Linked DNA regions of Capra hircus: region 1 is linked to region 2. A link is a contact called in public Hi-C data. All regions are on one chromosome and are shown on one strand. Each heading gives the region's core, a stretch centred on a gene start, on an enhancer-like site or on the middle of the called end of the contact. The rest is flanking DNA. Distances are from core to core; before and after follow the strand shown.

Region 1 (5,561 bases), core at 72-2,571, 140 kb before region 2:
AAAATGGGTGACTGGGCACCAAGAAACACCATGTTTTCTAAACATCTGGCCCCCTTCTGTCACGTCTTAATAACTTTTTCATCAAGCCTGTTGTCCATAATTAGAATGGCAGTGCCTGGTCCTCCCTGGGAAGAACCCGACGACCCAGAAGGAGCTGGGCTCCCGGCTCCTTCCCCTTCAGGACACCCGTATATACTTCAGTTAACTCATCTGCACCTAGGACCTTGCTAACATGGGAAATGCACCCTCCTTCCTCCTCACACACTTCATGACCCAGGGTACAGAGAAAGACAGCTTCATTATCTGTAATAGAGTGAGGATGCAGCAACAGGGTGAGAATGAGACTCTAAGTAATTAGTATGTGCAGAAAGCACCTGAAATAGAGTGTGGCTCACAGTGACGGCTCTCATTTCATTACTACTAGAATATGCTCTTTCCCAGAGTTGCTGTGCCTGTCCCCAGTCTGAAGTTCTTTTCTGGAAAATGCTGCTCTTCTAACTGTGCACAGAAGAATTGATGCTTTTGAGTGGTGGTGCTAGAGAAGACTCTTGAGAGTCCTTTGGAGATCAAAGCAGTCCATCCTAAAGGAAATCAACCCTGACTGTTCACTGGAAGGACTGATGCTGAAGCTCCAATACTTTGGCCACCTGATGCAAAGGGCCAGCTCACTGGAAAAGACCCTGATGCTGAGAAAGATTGAGGGCAAGAGAAGGGGATGACAGAGGATGAGATGGTTGAATCGGTGATGCCATCCAACCATCACCGATTCAACTGAAGTGAATCTGAGCAAACTCCAGGAGATAGTGAAGGACAAGGGAAGCCTGGTGTGTAGTCCATGGGGTTACAAAGAGTCAGAGATGACTTAGCGACTGAACAACAAGTGTGTCTTCCTTGAAAGCCCCCTCTACTCACTCCTCTATCTCCCGCGGCCCCTGTCATATTAACAGCTGCAGCAGCAGAATGGACAAGGCCACTTACAGATAAGCAGTGGAGTTCCCACAGCAGCCATGAGTCATCACGTCCCATAGCACAGACGGAGAAGCAGAGGCACGGAGGTTAGGCCGCTTGCCCAGGAGGCAGGGTTTTAGTCCAGCTGTCTGGCCCTGGCCCTCACCCTCCACACTGCGTACTCTCTCTCTCTGTGGGCTCGCCTCTGCCCATCCCACCGAAGGAGTGCTCAGGATGTTCTCAATACAACCTGCCTCCTCCACAGGCAGCAGGTGTCCCAAGAATGAGCTGCCTGTCATCCCAGCCCTGGGTCCAGCCGACGGACAGGGTCCTGGGACAGAGCAGGTATGCAAGCCTGACTGGTCACTGTAGGCTCTGCTGGTGAGAGGCTCTGGCACTCCCCTCTCCCACCCTGAGCCCTGGTCTCACAAGCCCATGCTCTGCCAGCCGCCACATGACACGCCAGGTCCCTGTGCTAGGCCTGAGTGCAAAGCTTGGAGGAAGTAGCCCAGGGGGCGGTGGACAGAAAGACAAAGTCTCTGCCCTCGGCTCAAACTTAAAAGGTAATGGAATCATAGCGTGTGGTTACTCTCTTTTTTCTCTGACTTTCCTCCTATCCAGTCCACCCTCTGTAGGGCAGTGGGCCTCAACCAGGGGTGTCCTGCCCCCTACAGGACACTCAGCAATGTCTGGTGACATTTTTCATCATCACAACTTTGGAAGAGGGGTTTTCACTGGCAGCTGGTGAACAGAGGCCAGTGATGCTGCTAAACATCTGACCAGGGATTTCTCTGGTGGTCCAGTGGCTAAAACTCCGTGCTCCCAATGCAGGGGGCCTGGGTTCCATCTCTGGTTAGGGAACTAGATTCCAACGCTACAACTAAGATCTGGTACAGCCAAATAAATATTACAAAAAAAAAAAAAAATCTGACCAGGCACAGACAGCCCCTCTCCCCACAACCAACAAAAAATTTTCTGGTTCAAGTGTCAGTGGTGCCAGCATTAAGGAAGCCCACCAGAGGAGCAGCTGTGGCTGCCATGTGGGAGGGCCCAGTGGGCCTGCATGGCTTTAAAGACCAGAATGAGGCTCTGGTCGGGTGAGGGTCCTGCTTTACAGGTAGAATCTGTGGGCCAGTCTCCTGTTCCCTGCCAGCCCAGTGACACCTGGGAATTGCTGGGCTGGATGGCGAATATCAACCGAAAACGTTGCTGTTTCTGCAGTTCCATCCCACACGGCCTCTGAATGGTCACATCAGGTACTGACCCAGCTGCGCCCAGAGAGGATTGTATGGGTGTGTCTTGGCGAGCATGTTGACTAGCTGAGAGGTGCGTTTCTCAGAAAAGGCTTTGATGGGTGGGTGGTCAACAGGCATGACGGTGGGTACCCAGGCCAGGTGGTAGGTTAGGACTGCAGTCAGCAGGGCAGCAAAAAACCTGGAGAAATGGGAGAAAACATAAGCAAGTGAGTCAATGCAGGAAGAGGCAGTCACCCACAGCATGTACACGGGCAAGGAACTGTCATGCAAGGCCCCAGTGGGCCGCCCTTACTGGTTCTTGTTGATCTGCTCTATCAGGAGTGTAAACTCCTTGAGGAAGCGCTGGCACAGCTGGGTCCTCTCCAAAGTGCTGGACATCATGGCCAGCCATACGGGCTCGGCGATCCTGGGCACGGAGTACAGGCTCCAGATCGTCCCTCTATGGAAGAGAAAGGGAGCAGGGAACTGTCACAGGTGTTGTGGTGGATGACCTGTGCATAAAGGAACCCAGAAGAAAACAGTCATCTGGATCTATGGAGTCCCTAAGGCATTCAAAGCAGAATGTAATACAGGGGTGGGTTGCAGGGCAGGAACAGAGACACAGGCAAAGAGAACTGACCTGTGGACACAGTGTGGGAAGGAGACGGGGGGTGAACTGGGAAAGTAGCAGTGACATATACTCACTACCGTACGTGAAACAGACAGCTAGGGGGAAGCTGCTGTAGAGCACAGGTAGCTCAGCTCAGGGCTCTGTGACGACCTAGAGGGGTGGGACCCGGGGCATGGGAGGGGAGCTCAGGAGGAGGGGACATACATGTGTACTAGTGGCTGAATCACACTGTTGTACAGCAGAAACTAACACAGCTTTGTAAGGCAATTGTACTCCAATAATACAATGTTTTAAAAAGAAAACTAAAAATAAAATAATATGAAACAGGGGTTGGTAAACTAGGACACAATGTACAGGTCAAATCTGACCTTTATTATAAAGAAAGCTTTATTGGCACATGGCCATGCTCATCATTTCCCTATTATCTTTCGGTACATTTGCACAACAGAAAAGCTGAGCAGCTGCATCAGAGACCCCCTTTTCAGGAAACGTATACTACACACTGATGTAAAATATCCTTTACGATGCCTTGTGTCAGAATCTAGGGCAATTTTTACAGGAGAAAAAAATAAGGAAGAAAGATCAAATATGCTAGACTTAAAATGTGACCAGAAGCAACTCAACTCTCCCAATTTCTCGTCAGCACTTTCCTTCTCTGAACCAAAGCACTTTATTCACTTCAGATGAAAAAGCTACATAAATGTCTCTTCTTCACTATATTATTTACTAGATTCTTACATGGACTAACAGAATCAAATTCTTAGGACAGAAACCGAGGTGTAGCGGAGCTAGGTTCCTTGCAGCAGACACACACTCCGATGAGGGCACCTGGTGCCGCGGGCTCTGCTCCAGCCCCTGTGGCTCACAGGGGTCTTTCCAGCAAGCACACCGACTTAGCCTAGGCTTCCATTCCCCACTGAGAAACTGGCTTTAAGAAGCACTGCAACAGCCCTGCTCAGCCTGTTGACCATGAATCCCACCTGCCCCCCAGAGCAGACCACCTTTCTGCCTCTGAGGCTAGGACACATCCCCTCTCCCCGGTGAATATACATGAGGCATATTCTGACCTCAGTTTGGGGCCATGTGCATCAAGGAGCTGGGACACACAGGATCCTGCTTTGGCACAAAGCAGAGCATCTTTGAGTAAGCAGGAGGGGCAAGTTACAGCCACACGGACCTAGGGTTCACCTACTGAAGCCAAGGCCTCCAAGCAATAACACACCATACTGTCATCGTTTCTGAGCAGCGGTTTGCTAAACTAAGAATAAGACCCATCATCCATCCACAGCAAGGCCTCTGATCCTGTGCTTTAAGAGCTGGACCTTTCGTTAAACAAGTGTGCAGACGCTCCAGCACAAGCCAGCCTGGAGTCTGCCACAGCAGCCCCAGGGTGCCTACACTGCAGGAGGTTCTCCAGTCACCACACTGCCTCCGAAACACACAGCTGCACATTATTCCTCAAATATCTGACTTGATCTGAGCAACCCCAGATAATGAGTCATTTGTTACTGGAGTACGTTACACATAATTGAGGGCTCAGCAAAGACTGGATGGAGACTTTGCTTCAAGCAGCATCTGAGTTCACCAGCCTTTACCTTAATCATCACAAAAACCTTCTAATGTTCTAAGAATTGTAAACATTTTTGTTCTGCAGCTAGAGAGGAACAGTTAGATTCATTCATTAGCTCGTGACTGCTTCAGAGGGGGCTTCCACTCCCCGCCCAAGAAGCCGGCCCTAAGGAGTGCTGCAACAACCCTGCTCAGCCTGGTGACCGTAAATCCCACCTGCCCCCAGAACAGACCACCTTTCTGCCTGACACAAGGGGCAAGACCTCTAGAAAACTGGTCTGTAGGATACAAAGGTTGCCAATTAGGAACTCACAGCAAAGATACACTAGGGTGATCATGTGATTTATGTCCTGAGGAGGACCCTCACGGGGAGGACTCCGGGTGTGCACAGGACGGTCCTGACAAACTGGGGTGTCATGTCCCTGACACACACACTCTCCCCACTTGCGCTCTGGACGAACATCTGGACTTCAGGTTTTCCGCATCTGTAAAATGGGCCAAGAGTGCTTACTCTGAGGCTTCTGTGAGATGACGTGAGACCTATGAGCATTGAGTTTTCTCCATTCATTCTGGTAAAGACAATCAGATCAAAGACTGTCCCTCAGGCAGTCATGAGGATAAGTTGGGGCTGGTGACTTAAACTTTTTGCTCCTTTGGGCCTTAGCTTCCAAGGAAGGAGCTGCTAAAATAACCAATAACTGCCAGCCCCCAGGTTGGAATTCGCCTCCAACTCTGAATTCCGAGCCATGGTCTCCACACATGTGGAGGTTCAAGGCTGCTGCTCCACAATGTCCCTTGCTGGGTTCGCCAAACGTTGCCAACTTACCTGAACTCCCCCAGAGCTTCCATCAGACGGCTGACATAGAACTGGACACGGAGACTCGACTCTGCTATCTTCCTGCAGGAAATCATGGCCTTCAGTGGAGAGAAAAGAAGCCACTTTATGCTGAGACGACATTCCTTCACAATCACCTACCAGGCTTTATTCATGAGACAAGGTTACAGCCCACATGGGAGGCAGTAATTCCCTTTCCCAAAGCAGTGAGCACCTGCCGACTGGCATCAGTGCGCCCATGGATCTGTCCACCTCTGCTGCCGCCAACCCACGCGCCCCGGGAGAGCGATCCGGTAGAGGGAGCCCGCAGCCCTTACAGCCCCGCGGGGCCACGCACTGTACT
Region 2 (5,696 bases), core at 2,726-5,225:
TTAATACCAGCCCTCCCCTCTAGGAGCAGAATTGTGCTGTCTCCTTAAAGAGTTGCATGTTGACCAGTTCTGATTTTGCTGTCAGAGCCTGACTTTAAACATCTAAGATCCTGAAGCTTTCTCCCCAAACCCTGGTGTCCTTCCTGATTTCCTGTCTTTGACAACGTGCTTGGGTGTTACTCCGAAGTTGTCCGTGTCCTTGTCACAGCCTATAACCATGCAAACGTATAAACACAAATTTATTTTTTGATAACTCATCTTTAAGTTCAATTTTGAATTGTCTATTCCAAAGGGTTGGTGATACCATAATCTTTGCCAATTTCTGGTATTCCCACCTTCCCCCACCACCAGGGTTGGATCTAAATTTGAGAATGTCTAGTGTGGCGGCAAGTTTCGGTTGGGACCTCTGGTTCCCAATGCCATCTGTCTACATGGGCATACAGTGAGAAACTCAGCATCCTAACCCAGTCATTGGTTCTCCCAGCCTCTCCTGAGCTCAGAGTTCCTTTCTGCAAGCTCCCATCTAAGAAAGAAGGTGTCTCCTCTTCCAGGAGGAGAAAAGGGCATCAGAGGATGAGATGGCTGGATGGCATAATCGATGGAATGGACATCAACTTGGGCAAACTCCGGGAGATGGTGAGGGACAGGGAGGCCAGGTGTGCTGCAGTCCATGGGGTCGTGAAGAGCTGGACAGGACTGGGAGACTGAACAACAGCAACTTCCAGGGCACACTGACAAATACAGGGATGTTGTTTTGCTCACTCTCCAAGTTAAGGACCATTTACACCGGTCCATTTCTACCTTTCCTCTTTCTCCCCACTTTCTACCATCCACAACCTCCTCTTTCTCCAGCACAAGGGGGGAGTTTGTTTGTTTCAGTTTCTTCTGTGAGTGGAAAGCCAAGCTCGTACAGAACATGTTTTATCCACTTCTCTTGCTCCGCCAGTTTTTTTTTAGTTCCTGTAAGCCAAGCTTTTTGCAGTATGAAAGCCAGGACGGACTCCTTTTATTCCTTCCTCTGTTTTCTTTTCTTTCTCTGCATCTTTCCCTTAAAGCAATAAATAAGCACAGGATGCCTAGCTGCTTGTTTGGGGTGGAGTCATGCACAAAAACACTGAAAGAAGATAATACTGGTTAGGGGAGGCAATCTGTTAATATTATCCTACCACACTAGGAACAGACAGAAACAGTAATAGGGCTCTTAGGAATAATATCCCTCCCTCTCTCCGAATGAAACTGTGTCCTTAGCCTTAAGAAATAGCGCATAGTCAACTGAGTCCTTTGGCTGTCCACCTGAAACTATCGCAACATTGCTAATCGGCTATACTCCAATATAAAAAGAAAGTTATAAAAATTATATACACAATATATTATAATAGTATATTAATATATTATTAATAATCAATATCAATATAATTATATTACATTATATAAGAAAGTTATAAAATATATTAATACAATGATAATATATTAAAATATACTATTATATTAATATATATTATATTATATGATATATTATTATATATAATATATATCAGGGCTTCCCTGGTAGTTCTGAGGTTAAAGCGTCTGTCCGCAATATGGGAGACCCAGGTTCGATCCCTGGGTTGGGAAGTTCCCCTGGAGAAGGAAATGGCAACCCACTCCAGTATTCTTGCCTAGAGAATCCCATGGACAGAGGAGTCTGGTGGGCTACAGTCCACGGGGTCGCAAAGAAATGGACATGACTGAGCGACTTTTCACTTCATATATATATATATAGAGAGAGAAATAATTCATAGTCTTGGCTCTGTTCCTTCCTACACATTGGGCAAGACTTCAGAACTCAGAGTCCTGTCTTAAGGAGACTGACAATGAGACAGGTTGTCTGCTAGGGTAAAGATTTATCAGTTCTGGAAAGATTTTCAAAGGTAGATTCTGTTAATAGAGTTGGTTCTAGGAATATGGCAGTTTATAAAAAGTTGTGACTTTACTGTGAAAAATCTAGACAGAGTGAGAGTAACATTTGGATTCGTCTTTTACACCCAGAAACCTGTATAACAGAAAGAATCATGTTGCATTTTCCGACAATGCAGAGGCATCCTCAAAGCAATTTGCATCTTTCATTTTGAAGTATTATTCAAAATTGATATTAGTAAGATATTAGTAATTGCTCTAATATAGTATTTAGTAATATTAACGTTGATATTAGTAATTATAATAATGTGAAAGTGAAGTTGCTCAGTCGTGTCTGACTCTGCGACCCCATGGACTGTAGCCTATCAGGCTCCTCCGTCCATGGGATTTTCCAGGCAAGAGTGCTGGAGTGGATTGCCATTTCCTTCTCCAGGGGATCTTCCCGACACAGGAATTGAACCCGGGTCTCCTGCATTGCAGGCAGCTGCTTTACTGTGGGAGCCATCAGGGAAGCCCAATTATAATAAAGTATTAGCTATTTACGGTTAATCATTGCTTACACTTGAGTACTTACTATGTGTCTGAAACTAAAACACCTTAAATAACTTATTTACTCCTCATAAAAACTTAAAAAATACGTATTATCTTAACTTACATATAAGGAAACTAAGACACAGAGAAGCTAAGTAACTTCAAAAATCACAAACTGCTATTAGAGATTCAACCCCAAAGTCTGATAGCCAAGTAGAAGTGCTTAGCTATGCTGCCTAGTTAATGATAATCAACCATAATAACAGAAGATTATAGTGCTTAAAAGACTACTTTTGGAATAAACTAAAAGCTGATTTTAAGCTCGTAGATCAGAACAAAAATTTTTACTTAATCATTTGATATTTTTGAGAAAAAGTCTAAGCTACCAATTTGTAGTTCTGAAATGAGACTGGTTTAAGGAATAATTTATTTTGACTCTTATCAAGCGGCCTTAGAGGTTATGTGCTAAGTAATTTCTTCTGGATCTTCGGGGAACCACAACGGATAAACACCATGAAACTGAAGGCCACCAATGCATAAAAGAGTAACATTTTACATTAACTTTAATGTGCCGGAGTTTGAAAGGATCAGCACGAGGAGCTGATACAGGAACTCTTCTCGCATTGTACATAAAGGCATATGAAAATGAAATTTCTTGACATTTTCATATAAACATTCTCAGGGCCTGACACTGTGAGAAGTGTTGAGGTTAGAAAAAAGAACACCAAATTCCTGTCTTCGTGGAGTTTAACGGCAGAAGATAGACGAATAGGTCAATAAACAATTAGAATATTATGAAGTGGTAAGGACCATAGCACCACTCTTCTCCAGAATTGAGCTTTATCAAGAAGTAAGTGTGCGGGAGTTCACTCTTCTCCAGAATTAAGCTTTATCAAGAAGTAAGTGTGCTGGAGTTGGTGATGGACAGGAAGGCCTGGCGTGCTGCGATTCATGGGGTCGCAGAGTCGGACACGACTGAGCGACTGAACTGAACTGAACTGAAGTGTGCGGTCATGCAGCGAAATCAGAAACTTGAATACAGCTCCTCAGGGAAAGCGGGCACCCTACAAGGCAGCTGAACCAGGAATCTTCGGCCTGGCCTCCTGCCACCGCTCACATGGCCAAGTAAGAGAATCGATTTACAACACGGCCGCCACCGCACAGGGATCAGCGACTCGCCGCGGCTTGCTGCGCCGCCAGGCGGGTGCTGAGGGCCATCGTCTCCACCCTCTGACGACCCCCAACGTGAGCGTTTCCAGCCCCGTTTCCCAGACACACGCATTTTTCGACAGCCGGCCCCTAGCCTGACAGCTAAGCCCCGAGGTGGAACGGGGTGACAGCCTGACAACGCTCTCCCAAAACACTAGCGAGAGGAATAAAAACAACTGGGCCTACAGCTTCAGTGCACCAGAAAAGAGGAGAAACCCGGCTGAGAAAGCGCAGAGCCGACCACTAGAGCTCAGGCACCAGCGGACTCCAAGGCCAGCGAAGCCGGAAGTCGGGCCGCGCCGCAGGAAGTTGAGAGGCGGCGCCGGAAGATCAGCCGTGTCCTCCGTACCCCAGCCGGAAGCAGCTCACCAGCGCCGCCGTTCTTCGCGGGCCTTGTGACTTTAGGGTTCCAGCTTCACGGAGACCACGCGGTGTTAAGAGGTGGTCGTACACGCGCCCTAAAGCCACAATGTCGTATCCATCCCCCCAGGCTAAGCCTTCCAACCCCAGTAACCCTCGAGTCTTCTTCGACGTGGACATCGGAGGGGAGCGAGGTGAGGAGGCGGGGCGCCCGGGGTCGGGGGCCCCTGAGGCTGGAGCGCTGCTCGGGCAGGGGGCTGGTCTGAGGTGGGGCCGGCTGCCCACACTGGGACCTGCACTGGTCCAGGCCTCTGGGCTGGGTTGCGCCCGCGACCTTGTACCGGTGCCGTGGGGCGTGGAGAAGTTTCTGGAAATTTCTGTTCGAGGAATGCTGGAAGCTTTTGGGTTTATCTGTCCCGACTTGGCCGCACCTGCCCGCCACCTAGCACCGTGAAGTTAGCACAAAACGAGATGATTTTGTTTGTAGGGCGAAAACCTGCTTTGAAAACCCCAGGTTAAGCGTCTGGTGGGCTCCCGTCACCCTGTGTCTTTCGCCACGTGATGTATGTCAGCAGTTGCCATGTTATCTATAAATTAAACCGACTTTTGCGTGTTTTCCTTTTTTCTTTTTTACTACTGATTCTTCTTTACTACTGATGCATTCAGATTGGTGGACATTTTCTCCGTTTTGGCGTGGGGAAAATGAGATCTGTGTGGCGGTGTGGTTGCCTAGGCTACAGTAGCAGCTTGCAGGCGCCTCAGGTCTTGTGAATTCTCACATTGCTTTGTAGCTTAATTGCTCCTGTTCTGGAACACGTTACAACTGCTTTAAAGGAAAAAACTCTGTCCCTTAAGCCTGGGACAGAGTATCTCAGCTCTGTTCAAAGAGATGAGGAAGGAGTCAAGGTATATAGGAGTTTTTGCAACAAAGACCTCGTGGTCGGAACATCGAAAAAAGATTACTGTTTATTAAAGAAAACCAGGTGTCTCTAGTTAAGGAGTGTAGGGCTTTTCTCTGTATGGGAAGATGTAAGAATCTGGGCTCACTGCAATCATTCATTTGATGTGCATCTCAGCTGTCTGGGGCCAGTATCCTGTGTTTTCCCATCCTTAGTCTCCTCAGGGTACACTGTTCAGGGTGGCTGCAGCAACTGACTGCTAGGTGGACTTGGAAATGGGCAGCCTGTTTGTCTCCATACTGAGTTCCCTCCGGGCTCTTCGGCTGCGTCAGGTCAGCATAATGTGATGGCTTAATGGCTGCAACAGTCTTTGTTTACTGAGAAGGCAGGCAAACACACGCAGGGAGACTTAGGTGTGTGTTCATTTTGTTTTGAAATTTAGTGCTGGGTTTATTGCCTGCATTAGGAATTGTCTAGAATGGCAACTTTTTCAGGTTTTGCTGCAGAGGCAGCACTAGGCAGGTTCCACAGAGCACAGAGACCACAGCTGCACTTAAAACTTGGCCAGCCTGACCACTCAGAGGATATTGTATTTTCTTCTATTGGTCATTTGGTGATTTAAAATTATGCGCACATGTCAGAGAAAATCAATCAAATGATGGTGTCCTTTGTTGTTGTTCTGTCACTAAGTCTTGTCTGACTTTGTGACCCTCTGAACTGCAGCATGCCAGGTTTCCCTGTCCTTCATTATCTTCCGGAGTTTGCTCAAACTCATGTCCATTGAGTCAGTGAACCCTGAAT

Evidence for each region. Hi-C and Micro-C count contacts between places; a contact is called where the count stands out from the background.
Region 1: a contact with region 2 is called in a Hi-C map of liver, with 3 times the contacts expected there. The contact joins the enhancer-like site here to the promoter of PPID in region 2. A contact is called at or near these places in 2 of 5 Hi-C or Micro-C datasets (blood and liver).

What each region holds. Positions count from the first base shown.
Region 1 is chr17:30,928,236-30,933,796 of ARS1.2, reverse strand. It overlaps FNIP2 (folliculin-interacting protein 2), which reads right to left. Exons shown (of 18, transcript XM_018061487.1): 11 at 5,210-5,298; 12 at 2,497-2,643; 13 at 2,213-2,382. Among named protein-coding and RNA genes, the nearest start is that of FNIP2, 95 kb to the right of the region's middle. Within about 2 kb of position 1,321, at least 1 of the 5 cell types and tissues checked has an H3K27ac peak or open chromatin away from gene starts, as enhancers often do.
Region 2 is chr17:30,791,625-30,797,320 of ARS1.2, reverse strand. PPID (peptidyl-prolyl cis-trans isomerase D) reads left to right here and starts at 3,975. Exons shown (of 10, transcript XM_018061485.1): 1 at 3,975-4,190. The coding sequence starts at 4,106.